Linked DNA regions of Zea mays: region 2 is linked to region 1. The links are chromatin contacts, called in public Hi-C maps. All regions are on one chromosome and are shown on one strand. The core of a region is the stretch at or near the end of the contact, and the rest is flanking DNA. Distances in the headings are between cores, read along the strand shown.

What was found. Hi-C and Micro-C count contacts between places; a contact is called where the count stands out from the background.
Region 2: a Hi-C map of leaf shows a contact between it and region 1, with 4 times the contacts expected there. The contact joins the promoter of LOC100283050 here to the promoter of LOC100284274 in region 1. A contact is called at or near these places in 3 of 25 Hi-C or Micro-C datasets (ear, leaf and tassel).

Annotation. Positions count from the first base shown.
Region 1 is chr1:205,009,233-205,015,836 of Zm-B73-REFERENCE-NAM-5.0, forward strand. It overlaps LOC100284274 (mitochondrial 2-oxoglutarate/malate carrier protein), which reads right to left and starts at 3,587. Exons shown (of 1, transcript NM_001370620.1): 1 at 1,813-3,587. The coding sequence starts at 3,045. The coding sequence ends at 2,065.
Region 2 is chr1:205,229,110-205,235,927 of Zm-B73-REFERENCE-NAM-5.0, forward strand. LOC100283050 reads right to left here and starts at 5,159. Exons shown (of 1, transcript NM_001155952.2): 1 at 3,403-5,159. The coding sequence starts at 4,708. The coding sequence ends at 3,782.

The DNA of each region.
Region 1 (6,604 bases), core at 2,337-4,836:
GCCTGTTGTGCAGGCAACAATGGCATTGTTTGCACTGTATCGCTTTTGGTTGGATCAATGCAACTTCACGGTAAAGATTGCATGCTAAGAAGCTAGGTGGAATGCACAAATGGGGAACTTTATCAGGTGATTAGCGTGTTAACATGCCCGTTGCCCACTAACGTCCTGCACAAAGCATCAGAAAGCAGCAGCTCTGAGTGAACCTGGATAATAGGCAAAGCACCTGTACTGTATTGTACGCCTGAGAACTTGAGGAAGTGGTGAAGACAGCTGAAGGGGGATTCAGAAGTACCAGGCATCTGAATTTTTTTTTTCTCTACAAGCCGGCTAAGGTCCCCCGGCTAGGGAGGGTGGCCACGATAGCATGTTACTCTATCCGTTATTTTTTATTTATCTGACAAATATTGGAGAACAAAGGTAACCGTTTGATTATTGATCCATTACCACGTGCATCCATGGTGTATCCGTGGGTCGTAGACCGGTGGAAATATGTTCCTCAACTCCTGACCCCAGCATGTATCTTTAGCCATTGACTACATAGTGTAAGATAAAATTATAGAGTAAAATGAATTAGCGGTCCTCGAACTTATCACATTGTGCTATTTAGGACATCGAATTCAGAAAACCAGCAAAATGGATCCCCTAACTTAGTCGAACCATACAAAATCGTCTAAAACCGGATTTGTTCAAACGAGATATCGATGTGTCGTGCCACTACGAAGTTATTTGGTTCCCGAACCTGATATCCTGTGTTACTTGGGTTACGGTTTGATTAGCGTGCTACAACTTGGCATGTCATATCGGCATCTGGTTTAAGTAAACCTGTTTTTTAATGATTTTGCATGGTCTGACTAAGTTAGAGTGACATAATGTGTCAAGTTTGAGGACCACCACTGTATTTTACTCTAAATTATAGGTCAAAATATATTTGGTATAATAAAAAACGTTTATTATTTTTAGACCGAGAGAGCAGATTTCAGAAATAATCTTGAAAGTGCTCCTCCTGCAACAGTTCTGCTGGTGCTATTGCGGCCAAAGTTGGCAACCAATTTTGAAGAGCGTCATTGGTTAATCGTGCTCGAGGTGTGGCCACCGTCAGAGCCGCACTAACCACCGTTGCTATTGGTCTCTAATGTCGTAGTGACAGTTTGACACCCCCATTTGCATCGGCATCATGCACTGTCGGTTGCCCTCTGCGTGTGAACCTGCGTGCTTTTTAGGCAGGCCTTCTTTTGAATCTTCCAGTGTCAAGAAAGAAAAGTAGTGCTTGTCCTAGTAGCCCAGTGGCACAGTACCCTGGCCCCAGGGACACGATCGGGATCGGGACCAAATGCACGTTGAGACTGCAACATATTTGTGTCCGTCTGATTCCGCAGGCGACGGCTCAGATCGAATGATACAGTGATAAACAGTTAGTATAATAGTAGCTTCGTTAAACAGCGAGAAACCCGCGTTTTTACTTGTCTTTAAACAGTGATGAACAATGTTCCTCTTCAATGTGCACGACTGCGTAACGTGCACGTCCCTGTCGTGCGTGTACCAGTTGTATCATTTTTTTTTCGGATCGAGCGACACGTCGCAGCCTTGCCGTTGCTCCGTCTCCACGGGATCATGTCATGTGATCTCCCGAGCTAGCAGCATCGAGCAGGCGGAACCGGGGGAGGTTTCGTTCAAGGCCGTGGATTCCAACAAAAATAATAAAACTGTTGTCAGATCACTCGTGACGGAGAGAGCATGAACCGGCGGAAATTGTCTGTTCACGGTTCGTTCCAGTTCCAAGATCTTTGGAACTCGCCGAGATGAAGGCATGAGTTGAGACATTGCAGTAGCAATTTTAATTAATAAAAATGTTGGCAATTTGCATTTGGTCAAATCCATCCAGATACAACAGGATGCAGTGAAGCGCATGAGCACAAGTCTAACACGGGATGCAATGCAAGCAAAGGGCGTAATAGTAGTCGCGGCCTCTAGGGTGGCAGCGGGTTATTATTCTTGGCAGCGAACGCGGTGACGAACTGGCAGCGCAGCGTTTGTTGTCGTCATCATCTTTCCTCGTCGCCGGTCTCAGAACTCGACGCCCTTGAAGACCTTGCGCACCTGCTCGAGCGTGACGAAGAGCACAACGGTGAAGGGCCCCTGGCGCATCACGGTGGGGATGAACCCCTTGTACAGCGCCATGGGTCCCTCCGACCTGACGGTCTTGAGGGCGCAGTCGACGGCGCCGGCGTAGGGCGGGGGCGCGCCGGGCGCCACCTTCATGTTCATCATCCTCGTCTTGACGACGTCGACGGGGTTGGACGCGGCGGCGGCGACGATGCCGGCGGTGAAGCTGGCGGCCACGTGCGTGGCGAGGCCGTCGGCGCCCGGGCCGCGGCGCGCCAGGATGGCCTCCTTGGCCTGGTCGTACGTGGCCAGCTGCGACGCCGTGACGATCATGGCGCGGTTGACGGTGAGCGAGGACCCGCGCCAGAGGCTGCGCACGCCCTCGTCGCGCGCCATCCGGCCGATGGCGTCGCCGACGCCGCGGTAGTTCCGGCGCTCCGCGAGGGGCAGGCGCCCGTCCGCCTGCATCCGCACCATGGCCACGTCGGCCGGGTTGCCCACGGCGGCGCCGACGCCGCCGGCGACGAGGCCGGCCAAGATCTTGCGGTGCAGCGGGAGGACGCCGCCGTTCTCCCGGGCCCACCTGGTCTTGAGGATGTCGTACAGCCCCATCCGCGTGGTGGAGTAGAGCGTCTGCCGCAGCATGGTGGCGGACACCCCCGAGAAGAGGCCCGCGGCGCCCTCGGACCGCAGGATCTGCGCGCCGACGGCCAGCGGCCCGGGCTTCCGCGGCGGCGCCGGGATGTCGTGGTGGTGCGGGAGCGCGACGGCGTGGCCCCCGGCGTGGAAGGCGAGCGCCGGGCGCAGCGCCGGCTGCGGCGCCACGGCGGCCGCCGCCTCCCCCTGCAGCTGCATGCGGACCTTGATGAGGTCCAGCGGGTGGGTGGAGCAGCCGGCCACGATGGAGGCGATGCCGCCCTCGACGAATCCCTTGACACCCATCGCTTGCTTGCCCGGTTTCTTCTCTCCTTTTGGGTTTCAGGAGTTAGGGAGAGACGGATCCGAGAGCAAAGATGCCAACAAAACTAAAAACGGAAGCTGAGAGCCAGCTCGATCAAACGGAAACGAAATCCAGACGGGAGGAAAGGAAGAAGAAGAAGAAAAAAAGGAAGGCGGAGAATAGCTATTGCTGCCAATAGGAGCTGGGGCACATCTCACTGGAGACCAGGAGATGGGAATGGAGCGCGAAGGCTATGCAGGAGGAGTGTGGGACGCTGGCCCTCTGTGACATATGCTGGTCGTGCTTCCTACTTCCTCGGCGTCGGATGTGTGGGTGGGGGAAGAAGGCGGCAGGGAGGGGACGCAATTTATAGCTGGGTGGCGCGGTGCGGGAAGGGCCAGGGAAGGAGACGAACAGGGGGAGGCTCCGCGGTTGGGGTTCCGCTTCCACGGCCTCGCGCTCGCGGTCGGACTGGGGAAGGCAGATTCGCAGTCGCGGCGCGGCGCGGGCGGGTGGGAGAGGAAGGCGACCTGGCCGCCCGAGCTGTGATTGCTTTCTGGGATCGCTTCGCCTTAACGCGGAGTTGGGGGGGAGAAGGGGCCTGGCCTGGCCGCCCGCGTCATCGGTGCGGTGGGTTGGGTGGCCCGCGGCCGACTGCCTACGGCTTCCGTCCTTCCGCGCGTCGTGCGGCGGCGCGGGCATATAGGAGAGCTGGCGGGCAGCGGGCTGGCTGGTGGCCGTCCGCGAGCGGCTGTGCCCTGATCTGGACCGTCTGTTTGGGCCTGGCCTTGGTGGGCCCCATCCACAATTAGGGTTTGGAAACGAACGGCGGCGGGATTTGCTGGAGTTTTTTTTCTATTCGTTTTGGTAGGGTGGGGCCGTGGGGACTGGGGGTGCCCGAAGGACGAAGCGAAGGCAACGGGCAACGGCACGCGCCGAGGGACGCAGGGAGCGCAGGCTCACGTCTCACCACCCCTTTTTTCACGCAAAAGGGACGACGAGGCTGGCTGCCTAGCACGCACAGGACAGGAACGTGCTCGCCAACAAAACAAAACATATACAGGAGGGAAGACACACCGGAGGCGTTGGAATTGGGGAAGTGCTTTTCTGCGGCGGGGGTGTGAGGTGGGCCACGCGCGCGCTAGACCTTGGCGCGTAGCCAAGGAAAGGAATTGTAACAGACGGGATGCAGCGTCCTATCAGGGTCGTGTGTATTACGTGTGTACATGGGTGGCTCGTTCCAACACAGTGTACAGTCCAGCCAGGCACGCAGCAGCAGCAGCCAGCAGGCAGCAGTACCGCGCTATTGCTTTCGCACCGGCCTGATCGGCGCCAAGTTGTTGTTTGTTGCCGTGCGGCACGCAGCCGCCACATGCCAGGCCTCAGCGGCGGGCCGGTCGCCTGGCCATTTCCGCTCGCCCACCGTCCAGACGGAGCCAGAGCCACCACTCGAACGGGCGGGGGAGCGGCCAAGGTCTCATCCCGCCCGGCCTTGGCCTGGCGGCTCGCCGCATCCGCCTGCCTGGGAGCGGTTCCCACGGCCCCACCACCTCCACTCTTCCGGACGTCTGTCTGTTTGGTGTTTGCGCGCGGGGGGGTCCTGGCCGGCGTTTCGCGGTCGCGCCACGGGTCCTAGGCTGGTGGTGGGACTGGGAGTGCCACACTGGTGGACTAGTAGTAGAAGCCTAGAAGGAGCGCGTGGGCGCACGGTCCAGCCTCCAGTACAGCCGTTCCAGAGACGCGGGGGGAGCGCTAGGTCGCAGCTGGTGCGGGCTGGAACACCAATTCTCCGTAACGCGTCAACACGTCTGACCCTGCGAGCAGCGTGCATTAAACCTGTGCTCCATCAAGTCCACCAACCTGTGTGCCTTTCGCTAGCGTAGCTAGTAGTACGTACGTATACGTACTGGTGCTGAGCTGAGCCCTGGCCCCTGGACTTGTCCTGCGCCTCCTGCGTTGGTAACCAGAAAGAGGGCTGAGCCAGCCGTGGTTGCCTTTTGTTTGGGACTGGGACGCTAGTGTTTATAGGGGGCTACCGGGCAACTGGATCGGGAGGACGATGAAGAGCCCCAGGCAGGCAGCAACGCAGCGAGGCTAATGGTACGTGCTCCGTTTGGTCTTTTTTTTCCTTGTCTACTGCACTAGCCCCGTGATGCGATGAAAGTAGTGGGCTAGGAGGGGCAAGAGCATAGTACAATTACTCGTGCCAGTTGGTACGAAAGGCACTGGTGCCCTTCCAAAAAAGTGTTGGATCTGTTCGGTTCATGTCTACAAGACTACATTACTGTTTGGTTTCTTCTCACACCCATATTCTCGTCACATAATCTCTATGATATTTAGATTCTCAGAAAAAAGTTGAACTAAACAGACTCTTAACTACGTGTCCCATGTCATATGTTCATTTTGGTGTTAAACTTTACTCCCTAGAACCAAACATGAACACACATTTTGTAGATACCGTATTTAGTCACACTTATTTGGGATGGCCTTTTGTTTGATAGTTTTTATTCAGTATAGAGATTTTACAGCACAAATAGAATTGTTGTAACTATATTTACATTCAAAAGGTTTACTTGTCCCATATTAGTATATGAAATAACAATCGTGAGCCAAAGTCTTATCTTAACAATACAAAATGTGTCTTCTTCTTTTTTTTTTACAGGGCGGTTGCTAAAATAAATGGGGCCTTTGATGTTTACACTAAAACAATGTCAAATGTTTCGAGGCTGAAATATCCGAAGAAATTAAGGTAGCGTGTTTGGTTTCGGTGTCCTCGAGAGCCGCTTCGTTCGAGAAATTTTGAGAAGCTAAATAGTTAAACATTTTAGAGTAACTCCGAAAAATTAGCTAAAAAGACTAGTCAAATTTACTGATTTAGCTACTCTCTAAAATAGATTTTAGAGAAAAATATAGGCTAATCCAACAGACTCGGTAAACCTATGGATTGAATAGAGAGTGAAGTAGGTTATCCAAAATTAGAGAGCGACGATGGAGAAATAGAGAGCCGCTAAATTTGAAGAGTCGTTTACAGAATCTATTGGATACAATTTTCTTTTAATATTAGCTAAATTTACCTTTACAAAACCATATATCTAATCTCTTGAAGTTGCTCTTAGCATATTTTATTTTATTTTTAGAACAACACTGTTTTATATAGAATCAATCTAAACAATAATAAATTTGAAGCAGAGCGGCTCTATTCCAACGTATTTTGAAACCAAACCCTGAAACGTTATCTAAGGGTTTGGTTCGGTTCTACCCCAATCTATATGGACCGAGGAGGTTTTAATCCCTAGTAAGTCAAAATCCCCTTCAATCCGTATCAATCCCCTCCAATCTATATGGATTGAAAATAACCGAAAAGCTCTAAAAGAGTGGTGTAAGACAGGAAAGTTGTTGGTAGGTACCGCTAGAATGATATTGGGCAATGACAACGGGACGGTGGCATGTGCGGTGGCACGAGAAATCACGAGATCATAAATATGGACACTTTGCTAGTATACTTTTTATGGTGCTGAGTACTAATTAAGCCCGTGGAAAGGAGGCGTTCCACTCAGCTGA
Region 2 (6,818 bases), core at 3,909-6,408, 220 kb after region 1:
ATACCGAGGGTTGGAGCTTTGTATTGGGAGAAGAGGTTTCTAGTTATAGTCCAATTTCAAAGAATTGAGACTCTGGTTCCAAATCTCAATTTCACGTGCAACTAAATAATAGAATTTATGAAAAATAATTCCAATTTCCAATGCTGTACTCCAATATCTACATGCCAACCGGGTGTAATATATATATGAAGCCATCCATTATGCACACTAGTAGTACTGCAGTATCACTGGGACTGGGTATGCCAGCAGCCAGCTGATGGTTCAGCCTTTTCTACGGAATCCATTTTACTGTTCCACATGAGATGACGATGCTGCATTTACCAAACTACCCAGGTAGTCATTGCCTGCAGGATATTTCACTGTCCCGCTAACCAAAGCGCTCAGAGCAACTCTACAGCAAAATTCCATGTGGACTATCAAAAGTCACGGTGTATGTAATAGGCTAACGGATCAATACTTGATGACAATATGGAACCCGAAATCATAATTTAATCTGCTTAATTGCTCATACAAAATATCCCAAGTTGGCCATAGAACAATATATATATATACTACTGCCCATAGTTGTTACATTATTGTTTTCCCATCCCATGCATATAGTTTCTCACGCACTAATCTTGTATAAGAGTGTGGTACTGAAGAAAATCATTAATGCTATCCATTTATTGCGCCACATGCATGCTCGTTTTCCACTTGGAAAATATCAGTATATATATACAAGATCGAAACTAAAGAAAACATCTATTTATCTGTCTGTGTAACCCAAGTATCTAGCTAAGACCAAACGTTTACACATCTATACATAAGCCAGTTCTTCTGGTATTACCCCCAGGGCACTTCTATGCATCTATAGAAGCCAGTTCTTCTAGTGTATACCCCCGGAGGGGCGGCTCTAGTCAAATGATAATCTATCTTAACCTGTATTATTAATTTGCGCAAGAGAATAATAGATATCCTACACACACACACCATGCATATATACATAAAAAATGTGGATAACTAGGAGTAACCATAAGCTTTTGGATTCGTAAGAAAATCGGCATCCGAATTCAAGCTGAGACAAAAAAAAAAATAAACCCGGGCACATCGTCCAACTAATAAGCTAAGCTCGCTAGGTTCACCTCCCTGCCTACACCATGCACACGTCCAATAAAATTTCGAACTGAGCATGCGGTCGGGCAAATTTCCAAGTTGGTGGGAGCAAATAGGCGAGCACAACAAACTCCCGCCATTCCCCAGGCGTCCAGAGGTCCGGCATTCAGCACGGCGGCATGGACCACGGACGTAGGCACGCGTCGGAACCGGCCAGTACGTACTACTCCACCGCGCAACGGGAGCTCAGCTCAGCTCAGCGAATCCCTCCGGCTCCCGTGCCGGCCCCCCACGGCCACGGCAGGCGTACGCCCCCTCGACCATCCTGTGGCGGCCAGGCCATCGCCGGCCGCTCGGCCTAGCCAGTACCCAGTAGGCGGACAGCCAGCCGGCCCAGGCCCCGTCTGTCTCCGTGACGGAGTGCCGCGCCGCGCCGAGGGACCCCCGGCCCCGTGCGCGCACGGCACGGATCGGTGCCGTGGTCCACGCCGGTCTACAGAGCCCACTAGCCCGCCGCCAGCTCAGGCTCAGGCTCAGCGGTGCCCGGTCGACCACTCCTGCCACCTTCACTCCTCTCTTCTCCCAAGCTAGTCCCCAGCCGCGCAGTAGTAGAGAACAAAAGCTTGCACTATCCATCAGAATTCAGATCCTGCATGCGCGCCCACCGGCCAACCGCCCACAGCACAGCATGCACGGCACGGCGCACTTGCCCCGCTCCGCGCTGACGCGGGCCGTGCGCGCGCGTGCGTGCTTCCCCGGATTGGCCATTAAGGAAGGGGGCGGGCGGGGGGATTCAGTAATGGCGGGACGCGCCAAAGTACAGCACGGTCGAGGAGGCGACGGGAGAGGAAACCATATGCACCTCCGTCCGCATTGCGTTGCGTTGCGTTGCGACTGCCGCATGCGCGCGCTTTTCACTCCACACCGTCCGTCCCCAGCCTAGCGTGCGTGAGCGTGCAGACGATCGAATGCCGAGGAAGAAGGCCGCGACGGCGGGTACCGGACCGGGTACGTTCGTGTGGAAAGCCTGCGTGCGCAGCGCAGGGCCGGGGGAGGGAGCGTCCGCCGCATGCGACGCCCGGAGCAACAAAGGCAGCGCGCGGAAAAGGCCAGGAGAGAGAGAGAGAGAAGAGAGAGAGAGAGAGAGAGAGAGAGAGAGAGAGAGAGAGAGAGGAAGCTAGCGCAGATCGTCCTCGTGCTTTAACTTTCTTCCAAAACAAAGATGGAGCTAACAGGTAGCTAGGGAGCTTGCAAGGCTGGCAAATCTCTCTGGCTGCTTTGGCCTCCGCTCTCCTAGCTCCATACGGATCGGAGACGCCATGGACGACGCTTTCCTGCTGCGCATATCGCATGGCGAAGAATGTAGCCATAAATGCTGCGCCGAGGGCCACAACCGGAATTGAATGCGGAACTCGGCAGCTCGCTCGCGCGCGCCTACTCTCGCCACCAACAAGTGGGAGTAAAAGCGGAAAGGAGGAGGATGCCGAAACTTAATAAAAGCGAGGAAGGAGACCACTAGCTAGCTTCATTGATCAGCTCATATATGCTGCTACGGCGCCCCTCACGCGTCCATCAGCGTTTACTGCGGGTCTGCAGCAGCTAGCCTTCGATTCGCTGCCTGCTCCCAAATTGTGCAAGGGAGCATCAAATGTGTTACGGACCCGAGCAGTGCCAGTGACATTGCAGCAGTGAAGCTGGTCGCCCAGCATTAACTTAGTACGTAGTAGAGAGAGAGAGAAGATGTTGAGAAGCAAATGGGGCTGGTTATGGAGAGACGGACGGATCAAGAACAGGTCACAGTACTCCTAGTTACTACTCTCCTGCCACACTCCGGTGACGCTGGAAAGCGCATGCGCCAGTGCGCCGCTGCTAGCCGCTTGGCATGTGGTCAAGGCAGTGGCAGGCTAAGCTGCTGTAGGAGACTAGAGGCATGTTTGGTTTCCTACCTAAGGCGCCACAATCTGCCTAACCTTAGGCGCTCGAATTGAAGAACTAAAGTTAGGCAGAAAAGTTTGGCACATTGTGGCGTCTTAGGCACCAAACCAAACAACCCCTAGGAACAGACGCTTCTGAGTTCTGATCGATGATGAACTTGCCTCTGCCCTAGCTGCAGCCAAAGCCTGCCTGGGTGGTGGACGGACGACGGACCCAGGACAGGAGCCCTGGCCGCGGAGTGAAAAAATAATCCCGGCTCTCGACAAGTCCCAAGCACGAGGAGGGGCGATGCATGCAACCCAAATCCCCAGACACGATCTAAATTTTAAATTGCAAACACAAAAGCGACTCGTACATCTCCAAGATCCATCCAAATCGGCAAATGGCCATGCCCTGCCCTCCTCCTTCCCAACACCAACGTCATGATCGTCTCATCTACGAAACACACACACACACAGCCAAAGAAGTACAATAAAATAATGAAGATGACAAGAGAACAACGGCCGTCTTCTCCATCGTAGCTAAAATCCAAGAACTGCTGCTCGCTACTGACCTAAGTAGCTAGCTTACATTTCTAGCTAAAACTCTAAAAAAAGGAAGGCAAGGAGAGGAGTACCCCCAAAAAAAAAAGGCTAGCAAGCAATACGGTGCTGAGAAAGAGAGGAGGAGATCCATGATGCAATGCGATCAGTGGTGGTGTACCTAGCTAGCACACAGTGCAGGCGCCGGCGCGAAGCGAATGGCCGGCGGTCGGTCATGGCTTCTTGCCGAGGGTGTGCTTGTTGTTGTGCATCCACACCTTGAGCACGTGGCGCTTGACGCAGACCTCCTCGCAGAACTGCTGCACGGCGGCCTCGTCGTGCTTCTGGATGCGCCACCCCAGCCGCTCCGCGAACGCCAGCATCCGGTCCTTCTGCTCCTGCGTGAACTTGGTGCGGAACCGCTTCTTGCCGGACCCCGAGCCGCCGGACGAGCCCCCCGACGGGCCGCCGCCCGGGCCCAGCGACATGCCCATCATGGGCGCCACCACCATGGGGCCGATCAGCCCGGACACGTCGTCGCCCTCTTCGCGCCCCAGCGAGTGGGAGGTGGACGGCAGCGCGAGCGGGCGCTGCATGTGCCCGGCGGCGGCCGCCAGCTGCTGGTGCAGGAAGTACCCGGCAGGGGTGCGGTAGTAGGGGGAGAACTGGTGGTGGTGCGCCGCCACGGCGGCGCCGTAGGCTGTGATGGCGGCCGGGGACAGGGCGGCGGCGGGATCGGGCGGCGCGACGCCCCCGCCTCCCGCTGGCGAGTTGTCGGACTCCTTGCGGTGGAAGTTGCGGTGGCAGCCGCAGGCCGCGCAGCGCAGCGCGTCGATGGAGCCCTCCTCGCCAGCGGCCATGAATTCGCCGCAGCCGTCCACCGCGTGCCCGCCGATGCCGACCGCGTGGTTCTTGAGGCACTCCCGGTACCTGGTGGCCCCGCCACCGCCTGCGCCTGCGCCTGCGCCTGCGCCTCCTCCCCCGAAGCCGCCTGCTGGCGGCGTCCTGAAGCTCCCGGCTCCAGCAGAATCCCCGTGCTTCGGGGTCTCGCCGCCTCCTCCGCCCAGTCCCAGCCCCGGCTGCATCGGCGCATCGTAGCTCGAGCTCACGGGCATCGGCGTCATCTCCTCGTCGCCGTCATCGTGCTCGTCGAAGTCCATGGCGGCTGACCTAGTCGGCGGCTCGTCGGCACACGGGGGAGCTTGTTTGCTATACTAGCTAGCTACTCCTACTTTGCTTTTTCCCTTCCGACTTCCAGTAGGTTCTTTGCCGAGGTTAACAGCGAGAGCTTACTACCACACATCTAGCTACAGGAGAGGGTTTGTGTTGTTCTAGCTGCTGGGACTCGTAATAGGGGAAGAGAGAGAAAGAGAGCAGACCGTGAACTGTGCACACTCCCCTGCTGCTAATTTTGACGCATCGGCAGCGGCACTGCTGCGCGGCAGCAGCCTGCAGCAGCCTGCAGGCAGGCAAGCGGCTGCTGTGCCTGTGCCTGTGCCCTTGGGGAGATGATGTAGCCACACAAACACATCTCTCTCTCTCTCTCTCTGCTTCTCGCTCTACTACTACCAATCTAGCCGTGTCTCCTGGCTACGCGCACCTGTCGCCCTGTGGCGAGAGCGAGAGCGAAAGGGTGGTGTCGCTTTGGCTCCTGTTTATATCCTGTTTATGCTGCGGTTGGGATATGGCTCCAGCCCGGTTTAAAATGGGGTTACTGATCTTGCTGAAGGCTCGAGCTCTTTTCCTCGCTGGCCTACTGATTAGGTTATTGACATCAACTTACTCTTAGTGGTCCACGTAATCATATTCAAACTTTATTCTACGAACAATACAATTTACAGTAAAAACAGTATTTTGGGTAATGATACGGGTGAATCGCACTATTTTGGGTAATGATACGCGTAAATCGCACGTATATGTACAAAGGAAGAGAGTACGTAGATCATTATTACTGTACACACGAACGTATCTTCGTGATGATCCCTGTTTCAATGCCCGGCCGGTTAGTACGCCATAGCGAATTATACCCTCAGCTTATATGTGTAGTGGAGCTGCTAATATGTTTCGACGTGGGTAGACCTGCACCTGCATAGAAAAGAGCAGGCAGTATCTCTCTATAGCCATGTTAATGAAACAACGCTAGAAGATTCGCGCACAAAGAGTCCAAGTCCGTCCCAAACATTATATAAATATAAATGATTTACATTTTCTCATTCTTGTTTTTGGATGTACCTCCCTTCTTTTGCCGTACATTTACGAAGCTGCTAGGTCACGATAGATATACTTAAAGTCTTGTACGTTCTGCAATTTCTTCAGTTTTCTGGGTCTCTTCCAAAGTAGCATGAGACTCTTTCTCATTTTTCTGATAGCTTCGTCAGCTACCTCTCGGCCATCTCTCAACCAGACTTCGGAATAAAACTTTCCACTTAGCGCAGCGGCTTCGGCCGAAGGGTTCTTAATGTCGTTGGCTGAGATCGAGAATCCTGGCTAAACCACAGTCTTTGCATACTCGCAGAGCCAACCTTCTCAAGGAGTGACACAGCTCCGCAGGCGCCGATGAAGGCGTATAAGTCTCCCCTATCACCGAGAATCTCCTCAAAACCTTCGGCTTCGCCGCTAATCCACCGAATAACTCAATCAGGATAGCCACGAATAAAATTTTGCCCCGTAGAGAACGCACCAATTTTGGCAAAGCTATCTTCCAATTTATTACAACATTCCAGGGCAACATTGTAGCATTCCTCTTTTGCTTGACGAAGCTCCTCGACATTTTTTTGAACTCTCAGCCGTTGAGTATCAGATATTTCGCGCTTTATTTGCTCGACATTGAAATTTTCAGTCACTTCATCGAGTTTCTTTTTCAATCCTTGCACTTCAGATCTGTGCAATTCTACTTGAACAAATAGCGCATACTCCAAGTCAGCAATGCGCTTCACATTTTTTGTTGCTTCATTTCAAACACCTTTACCCTCTGCTCTGCTTCGGAAAGGCTAGAAAGCCTAGCTTCACTAGATTTTAATCTTTCCACCAAAGAGAGCAGGATCTTATCCTTCTCGAGAGCTTCGTTTCTCAAAGTTATAACCTCCGAACGAAGGTTTCTAATTGCCATCTGATTGCTCTCATCTTCTGCATCTTTCTGAGCCTTTAAAGCTTTGCTAAGAATTAGACCCTGACAAACAAAGAATGTACAAATAACGATAATAATTATCACCACAAAATCGTTCATCATAATAAAAATTACCAAATATGAAGGCAAAATAAACAAACTTT